Regions from separate parts of the Pan troglodytes genome. Here region 1 is linked to region 2. The links are chromatin contacts, called in public HiChIP or PLAC-seq maps. All regions are on one chromosome and are shown on one strand. Each heading gives the region's core, a stretch centred on a gene start, on an enhancer-like site or on the middle of the called end of the contact. The rest is flanking DNA. Distances are from core to core; before and after follow the strand shown.

Evidence for each region. HiChIP or PLAC-seq counts read pairs in DNA pulled down with a chosen protein or histone mark.
Region 1: an H3K4me3 HiChIP or PLAC-seq map of stem cell-derived excitatory neurons shows a contact between it and region 2, with 18 times the contacts expected there. The contact joins the promoter of MAN1C1 here to the promoter of SELENON in region 2. A contact is called at or near these places in 4 of 7 Hi-C or Micro-C datasets (blood, induced pluripotent stem cells and stem cell-derived neural progenitor cells), 1 of 1 datasets of contacts at active chromatin or transcription factors (stem cell-derived excitatory neurons) and 1 of 1 other capture datasets (stem cell-derived neural stem cells).

What each region holds. Positions count from the first base shown.
Region 1 is chr1:205,353,979-205,358,281 of NHGRI_mPanTro3-v2.0_pri, reverse strand. MAN1C1 (mannosidase alpha class 1C member 1) reads left to right here and starts at 1,874. Exons shown (of 12, transcript XM_016956569.4): 1 at 1,874-2,696. The coding sequence starts at 2,157.
Region 2 is chr1:205,172,973-205,177,649 of NHGRI_mPanTro3-v2.0_pri, reverse strand. SELENON (selenoprotein N) reads left to right here and starts at 3,017. Exons shown (of 13, transcript XM_024357070.3): 1 at 3,017-3,216; 2 at 3,847-3,964. The coding sequence starts at 3,034.

The sequences.
Region 1 (4,303 bases), core at 625-3,124, 180 kb before region 2:
CTTCACCCTGGGTTAGGTTTAACAGGAAGGGAAGATGCAGAGACTAAGTCCAAGGAGGAAGATGTGAGGGCCTTGGGGTTGAGGACACGCGTGTCTGGGAGTTGATGCCTGGCTGTTTTTGGAGGTTATCTGTTGCCTGAGTGTCTGTGGGTATGCGGGTGCACATGTCCATGTTTGTACTAATTTACATATATGTCTATGCATACTGTGGTATAATCACTTGGGTGTCCATACCCAAATTAAGTGTATGTTTGAGTGCATGTACACACCCACATGCCAGTCTCTGTGTGCATATAGATCTATGCCCAGACGCAGACATGTGCATATAAACACACGTAGGCATCAAGGTAGACGTCCGTCACATTATGTGTGTGGTCTTCTGTGGACACGCCCGGGGCTCTCTTCCTTTCGCTGCTTCTCAAGGCTGCGGTCAGCCTCCCTCCGTGCTCCACCCAGGGGCCCTGGCCCCGTTTAGGGTTGTGGGAAAAGGAAGGCACGCCAGGGGTCTGCGAGGGGGCCAGTGGAAACACCACCTCCGCCGACCCGGCCGCGGTCACAGCTCTCTGGCTTGGCTCCAGCCACGAGCAGCACCCCTGCAGCCCGGCGTTAGCGCTGAGAAGCCCGGGGCAGCCGCCAGGGCGCGGGCTGCCAGCTCCCTGACAACCCCGGGCTGGCACTCAGGGGCGAGAGAGGTCACCCAGCGACGGGCACACACCTCCAGAGCAACACCGCTTCCGGGGGCCACCAACCCGAGCCTCGCGGGCGGGCTGGGGGGTGGTCTCTGTCGCTTGGGGTCCAGCGAAGGCTGGGCAGTAACCAATGGACGACTGTGGCCCAACGGGGATCCCTCGGATGCAGCCAATGCCCTCGTTGCGCTCTCCGCCCCCGCCCTCGCCTGCCCCGCGCCGCTGGACCATTGGCGCCCGCTGGATGGGGGGTGCGCGCGACGCCTGCCCTTCGGGGAGGGCGGGGCTTGGAGCGGGCTGCGCTCCCGCCCGCGCTCGGCCTCTGCCCCGCCCCCGGACGCGCGGCCCTCAGCCCGGCTGCGGCGCGGCGCGGCGGCGGCGGGAGGGGGCGCGGGGCGCGCGCGTGGGCGTGGCCGGCGGGCGTGGCCGGCGGGCGGCAGGAGGCGGGGCGGCGGGCGCTGTCGCAGTGAAAGCCCGAGCGGCGGCGGCGGGGACGGCGGTGGAGGCGGCCGGGTGGCTGTGCGCGCGTGTGGGGCGCAGGCTCGGCGGCAGCGGCCGGTCTGGAGCGGCCGCTGCGAGGAAGACAGCTGCAGCGGGGGAGGCGCAGCCAGGGCTGCGCGCTCCGCGGAGCCGGCGGGGCCGGGAACAGGTGATCCCAGCGGGAGCCCCGCGCCCTGCCGAGTTCGAGGGGCGGGAGCCCGCGCTCCCGGGCGCATCTGCAGCCGCCCAGCCGCGGCTCCGGACCCAGGCATCCCTGCGCTGTCTGGGGCCCGGGGGAAGCCCCCTGCCCCCGCAGGCTCGGAAGTGCCAGCTCCTGCTCCCTGGCCACTCCCGGCTCCCAGCTCCCGGCGCCCTGTTCGCGGCGGAGAAAGTTGTGGACGTGTCCCGATAGTCGAGCCCGGGCGCTGTCGCGACCGGGCCGGGTGTGCGCGCGCTCGGGGCGGCGCTGACACGCCAGCCCCCCATCGCCTCGGTCCCCTCCGGAAACTGCTTCTGAAGCTGAAACTTTGGGCGCCCACCAGCGCGGGCGGGAGCCTAGGGGGCGGAGGGCGGCTTGGTGCGGGCCTGCGGGCGCCCCTCGGCGCGGACAGCCGGGACGCCGCGGACGGCATGTGACGGCCCCGGCGGCCGCAGCGCGGGAAGGCGCGGGCCCCGGCGCGGCGGGGAGGGCTCGGCCGGAGGGGAGGCTGCGGCGCGCGGCCGGTCGCTGCGGGCCCGGGCCCCAAGCCGTGCCGCTCCGCTCGCCCGGGCCCCGCCGAGGCCGCTGCGCCCCCGCCTCCTCGCGGGAGGACTCGCTCCAAACTCCCTGAACTTCGGGGACAGTCCCCCGAAGCGGCGAAACTCTCAGGGTTGGCAACCCTGCCTAGGGACCCCCATCCCGGTCGGCGCTCCGGACGCCCTCCCCTCACCGCGCCCCCGCAGACACGTGCCTGGACTCCGAGGGCTTCTGGAGCCCCCGGCCGGGCCACGATGCTCATGAGGAAAGTGCCCGGCTTCGTCCCGGCCTCCCCGTGGGGGCTGCGGCTGCCGCAGAAGTTCCTCTTCCTCCTCTTCCTCTCGGGCCTGGTCACCCTGTGCTTCGGGGCCCTCTTCCTGCTGCCCCACTCCTCTCGCCTCAAGCGCCTCTTCCTGGCCCCCCGGACCCAGCAGCCTGGCCTGGAAGTGGTGGCTGAAATCGCCGGCCATGCCCCGGCCCGCGAGCAGGAGCCGCCTCCCAACCCGGCCCCCGCCGCGCCGGCCCCGGGCGAGGATGACCCCAGCAGCTGGGCCAGTCCCCGCCGCAGGAAAGGGGGGCTGCGGCGCACCCGCCCCACTGGACCCCGCGTGGAGGCCACGGCGGCCCGGGGCAATAGCATCCCGGCCTCCAGGCCCGGGGACGAGGGCGTCCCTTTCCGCTTTGACTTCAACGCATTCCGGAGCCGCCTCCGCCACCCGGTCCTGGGAACGAGGGCCGATGAGAGTCAGGAGCCCCAGAGCCAAGTGCGAGCCCAGCGGGAGAAAATCAAGGAGGTATGGACTCAGCCCCCCAATTCCTCCCACCAACTGCCCCCACTAAGGAGAGAAGACCCTCTGGCGCTCCCACCCCTTTCCCTTGCCTCAGTCACTCCTGGTCCCAGGTCTACTTCTGGCCCTGCAGACTGCACTTTGCACCTTCCCCTTTCCTCCCAAATGTCCCACCTTCTTTCCTCCCTACACAGTTTCCCACCACTCGGGTCAGTTAATCGTCCCCACCGTGACAGATGGCAGCTGAACCCCTAGACCAACTGCCCCCTCACTCCCAGACTCTGGTCTGTCCTATCCAACCCCCAGGCCCAGTGAGCTCCACTCCTTCCCTTTGTGGAGTTGCTAATGAGAGTGGAGTTCAGGTTCCTTAGTGCACCCTCTTTTTGCATTTGTGGACACAGAGCCACTGGTCCCATTCTTTTTCACTGTGTGACCTTAAGTCCAAAACCCCTGTAGGACCTGCTTACCTGAAAACCCAGGATTTAAGGGGGTATTTGGTGTCCTGCGAATATTTTGTAATCTAGTAAGCAACCTACAAACCAGAGGATGTTGTGCATTCTGTTTCTATTGAGCTTATTGAGCTTTGGAACAATTGTACACAATTGTACATAATTGCATATGATGCAGGAAGAGATGATAAAGCAGTGGTCATATTACAGAAGCTCCGAGGTTATTGGCATAATGAAGCAGATCTTGAGCTGGTTCCCTGTAGGGATTGTACCAGGAGGGATTTAGAAGGATCACTTTAAGTCTGAGTCTTAGTTTAAGAAATCAAAAGCAAACACAGCCTCACAAGGCTTGAAGACAGTTGCCAGCTTGCCACTGCCACTAAATATTCTGCTGGACCACTGTTAGAACTGCCTGCGTGCGGATGGTGCCCAGCAATGCAGAGGGGGCTGCAGTGACACCCCCAGGCCACGAGGGGGCCGTGGGCAAGCTGTGGGCCAGGGTCTCCTCCCTAGAAACGAGAGGATGCTCTCCCCTCCCCATGGACTCAAAGGAAAGAAAGGGCTGCTTCTGCCTGGACTTCTTGATTTGCTGCGAAGAAGTCAGCAGTTCGACCCTGATTTCCAGGAAGAGCAGGCAGCAAGGATCAGGACCTGCCCTGTCAAGACCTGCTCAGAGCCGATGGAGGGCTTAGCCAGATTATCCCCTTCTCCTTGTCTGAACCATCCTCCCTTCCAGCGCCCACCTCTCTTCCACTTCTTATCTCTGCTGTTACTCTGTTTGGAGGCTTAACTAGCAATCACAGGACATTTTGTGAAGTTACAATAGGAAGCCACAAGGAAGCTGAGTGCTTGGTGTGTGTGTGTGTGTGCATGTTTGTGTGCTCTCATTTCCAGATTCCTGTTGAAATCTCAGGTTGATTGACAGCTGGAACTTACAGTAGCTAAGTAAGGGGCATTCATTTCTCCCTTTCTTGTTAAGGAACTACGCTGTTGAATACTCACCTGGACCACCCATAGCTCTTTCTCAAAGCTGCTTCTGAGCACAGTGGCTCTTTTTGCCCCTCTCGACCTCCTAGTAGGGCAGTGACCCCCAGTGAAATTACATATAAATTGCATGCATGCAGTTTTTCATGGGGCATCCAGAGGTGCCATCAGATTTTCAAA
Region 2 (4,677 bases), core at 1,768-4,267:
GCAGTGACCCTGCCCCTACTTAAATGTGGCTGCAGGCAGGTCAGGCTCCCTCCTCTTCTCATGGGTGGATGGAGTGGCCTGGAGTGCTTACGCCAACACCCTCTGCGCAGGGAGGTGGGTGTGGGTGCCCCCAGGCAGAAGCTGGGACCCAGTAGGGAGTCTGAAGGGTGCTGCAGTGGCTGAATGTCCCTCTCTTCTGATGCCTCCACATTGTCTCAATGGTAAAGTCCAGGCTTTTCACAAGCTGGCCAGAGCGCCAGCCCAACCTTCCTGCCTCCTCCTCCTCCCTCTTCACACTTCCCCCCCGGGTCCCTCTGCTCAAATCCACTGGACTATATTCTCGAGACGCTACGGATACTCCATCGAGTTTCACATCACTGGGCCTTCACCTCTGCTGTTCCCACCCTCTGGAATGATCTTCCTGGGTGCTATGCCTGGTGAGCTCCTGAAGTCAAGGTCTGGCCAGACCTCTCCTCTGGGAAGCCTCTTCTGAGCCCTCCTGATAGTCAGGGGGACCCTCCTCTGTGCACACCCCTCTCAGAGCACTTACCCCTCGAGAGGAGGGTTGCAGTATCCATTGACTCATCTGGAAGAGCAGAGACTGTTTTGTTTTCTGATGGACACCCAATCGCCAGGACACGGCATAGTAGCCCTTCAATACATGTGTTGGAAGGATGAATGAGCGAGTGCCCACTAACCTCCGAGACCCTCATGGACGTGGCCAGTGCGTCACTCACCTTGCTGTGGTTCCCATTGGCTGCCAGTTCCCAAGTGTCACCCTTGCCCACTGGGAGGCAACAGCAAGGTGCCAAAGAGATCCTGCAGGGCTGCCCCAGCCAGAACCACCCACTAGGCCCTATCTCTCACGGCCTTGCCCTGCCGGGGATCTTGGTTTGGGACAAGCCCTTCTGGGAAGGGCGCCCTCCAGTGGGAAACCGGCCCTGCTCCACTGCCAGTCCCAGAGCTGACACCTCCCAGAACTGACATCTCCCAGAGCTGGGCCCAAGATTGATCCTTTTCACAGAGGCACACTGATCTGACCTGATTGTCATTAACTCACCCCCACTGTGCGCCTTCCTGAGCTTCTAGAATCATCCCCCAAGTCCCGCAAGCCCCAGAAACCCATTTCTTCAGCACTGGGCAGCAGAGACCAGTGGGGTAACTGTATCTTTAAGAAAAAGCAAGTGTAATAAATAAAAGTTATCTGGGAAAGAAAACTTCCTTTGTTTATTTTCCAGAAGCCTTAGCTCATCAATCTTCCCCTCCTAACCTGCTTTGTGCTCTACTAGTTTTGCTTCCAATAGAATGGAATTTGGTTTTCTAGTAGCATGTATCGTACACAGGGTGTCCCCAAACAGTAGCAATAATGAGTTGAAAGTGGCACAGTTGGAAGCCTTCAGAAGCCAATGCCAGATGTCAGGCCCTCAGTGGGTCCCTCTAAGGACACTGGGGCCAGAGCACAGGGCAAGGGTTGGGTTGGGCCCACAACTCTGGAAGGTCCCTGGGAGTCATTCATCCGACAGACACTGAGGAGTGCCCACGATGTGCCACGCCCTGTGTGGGCTCTGGGAAGGCCTCACCTGGCGCTGCCATGGCTGGCCACCAAAGAAGAACAGGATGGGCAGTGGAGGCAGGACCCCACCCCCAACTCAGTCGACCGGGTCATCCCGTGGGAAGCCTGGGAGGCAGGATGGCAGGAGATTTGGACCCATAGACCTGGGTGCCAGAGGTCAGGCTTCTTCATTTGAAAACCAGGGAAGCAGTCTCTACCTCACAAGGTGGCTTGAGAACAGAGTGAGAGAATGTGTAAATCACCCCACCTGAAGTCCAGCACATGGGCAGAGCTCAGCATCCTTTGGATCCCTCAGGCCTGACAGGTGCCCCTGCGCTGGGGGGGTTGGTGGGGCTCTGCAAAGGCAGGCACTGCTCGCCTCTGGGCTCAGAGTTCTTGTCTAGAGGCTTCTGCAGCTGCCACCCTCGCCTGAGAAAATGCAGGTAGAGACATCTAGAGCCACCCCATGGTAACTGGGGGCTTTGAAAGAATGGAAGAGAGCCCCAAGGAACCAAGGGTCCTGGGGATTGACAGGCATGAAAATATGTCCTCAACACCACCCACCCCTATTTCCAAGGCCCTCCTCCAAGCATGCCGCGTGCTGTTCTCCAGAAAAGCCAGGGCCTCTGGTAGCTCCAGCTGCTGAGGGGCTGGAGCCTCGCCTTCCCCTCACCAGACCAGAGCCCGGAGGGTGGGGGTTGGGGGGCTCTTTTAACTCCTTGGTGGAGATGAGGAAATTTGGGCCCAGGGAAGTGCAGGTTCAGAGCTGCACCTGCTGTGCCTGGAACAAGGCCAATCCCCATAACCCATGCATCTGCGGAGGTGGCCCCCCAACTGCACATGAGGGGAACAGGGGCTGGGCTTTCTTTTTAATTGGTCTTGCTCTAGATGACAGAGGAACTTTTAGAAAACTGGTGGGATAAGGATGGACGGATGCCCCTCAGCAGTCTCTGGCCTCGTGCACGGCTGCCAGCAGAGGAGGGACACGAGGCCTCAGTGGCCCCCGACGCCCCTTCTCCAGGAAAGCACAGGGTGTGTGGCTTCTCCCCAGCCTCTGGCCCCAGCCCCTTCTTTGTCCCAGTCCCCAGTCTGGAATCGCTCTCTGGGCTGGGCCAGGCAAGTGGGCCGCAGAGGCCTGGCTTAGCTTTGGGAACGGAAGCACGGGAAGGGGCGCGGAGAGGCAGGAAGCGGCCTGGGGAGGCTGGGGTGGCCGGGACTACGGACCCGACCGCATAGACGCGATCAGCCCCTCTTGGCCTTCCGGTGTAGCTGACCCCGCCCCGGGCTCTGGCCGGGCTGCGAAGCCGGGAACCAGCGACCCCCCGCCCGGCCCCTGCGGCCGCCCCGCCCCTCCCCGCCCCGGCCGCCCCGCCCCTCCCCGCCCCGGCCGCCCCGCCCCTCCCCGCCCCGGCCGCCCCGCCCCCGGCCCCGCCCCGCCCCTTCGCGTCCGGGGCCGCCGGCAGCCGCCGCCAGCTGCAGCCATGGGCCGGGCCCGGCCGGGCCAACGCGGGCCGCCCAGCCCCGGCCCCGCCGCGCAGCCTCCCGCGCCACCGCGCCGCCGCGCCCGCTCCCTGGCGCTGCTCGGAGCCCTGCTGGCCGCCGCCGCTGCCGCCGCCGTCCGGGTCTGCGCCCGCCACGCCGAGGCCCAGGCGGCCGCGCGGCAGGTCCGGGCCCGAGCTGGCTGGGGCGGGAGCGCGGGAGCGGGGACTGAAGGACCCAGCCTCGGCAGCAGGGGGGACATGGGCAGGGACGAGTCGGGGGAGGCGGAGGGCGGAGGGGGACTGGACGGGAGGGAGCACGGGAAGGAGGGGACACGGGAGGCGGGTGGGGGGTGCCTGGGGCCGGGCTGATGGGGGGAAGGCGAACGGAGGCCAGTGTGGGGCTGGGACAGACTGGAGGGGGTCTCTATCCAGAGGAGTGACCTGGACACAGTGAAGCTGGTTCCCGCAGAGTCTTAAAGGGGCACTGGGGAGCCCTGGGACAGTGAGGAGGGGACACAGGAGAGGACAGAAGGTGCAGGAGGAACAGGGCCAAGCAGCCAGGGCCAGGCGGAAGGCGGAGTGGGGACAAACTGGGAGGGGGCAGTCGGACCAGACAGTGGATGAGCAGGGACTAGGAGGGACTGGAGGCTCTGGGGCAGTTCAGAGGCAACATTTGCACAGATGGACCGGGAGGCACTGGGAGAACTCAGGAAGATGGTGGGAGAAGGGGCTCCATGCGGAAGCAACTGCCTGTTGGGGACCAGGAGACCAGGCCGCCAAATGGTGCCCAGCCCAGTCTCTCCTCCCAAGCAGGAACTGGCGCTGAAGACCCTGGGGACAGATGGCCTTTTTCTCTTTTCCTCCTTGGACACTGACGGGGATATGTACATCAGCCCTGAGGAGTTCAAACCCATTGCTGAGAAGCTAACAGGTACCAGGAGAGGCTGGCGGCTGGGGAGGAGGGCGCCTTGGCCAACGGTGTCTTCACTGAGCAGGAGCGGCCGTCTGGAGTGGAGGGAAGCTCGTGGGATCTCAGAGGCCCTGGACTCCTCCCAGCTCTGACACTTTGTAGCTGGTGGCTTGGGCGAGCTGCTCCAGCAACCCCTGAGCCTGTTTTTCTCAGACTTGTGAGCAATAATACCAGCTAACATTCTTTGGTCTGCGAGGTAGCTCACGTCTGTAATCCCAACACTTTGGGAGATGGAAGGATCGCTTGAGCCCAGGAGTTCAAGACCAGCCTGGTCAACATGGCAAAACCCCATCCCTACAAAAATACAAAAATTAGCCGGGTGTGGTGGTGCACACCTGTAGTCCCAGCTACTTGGGAGGCTGAGGTGGGAGGATCACTAGAGGCCATGAGGCAGAGGTTGCAGTGAGTTGACATCACACCATTGCACTCCAGCCTGGGCGACACAGTGAGACCCTGTCTCAAAACAAACAAACAAAGCAAAACTAAAAAAACAAAAAAACCATTCCTTGGCCACCTCCTCCGTGCCAGGTATTTAAGTACTTCATGTGGGTTCTCTCTTTAAACCTCACAGTAGCCCTGGGAGATGGACACTGTCATGATCCCCATGTTTAATAGTTTGAGAGACTAAGGCACAGGCAGGCTCCCCAGTTTCCTAAGCTAGAAAGGTGCGGAGC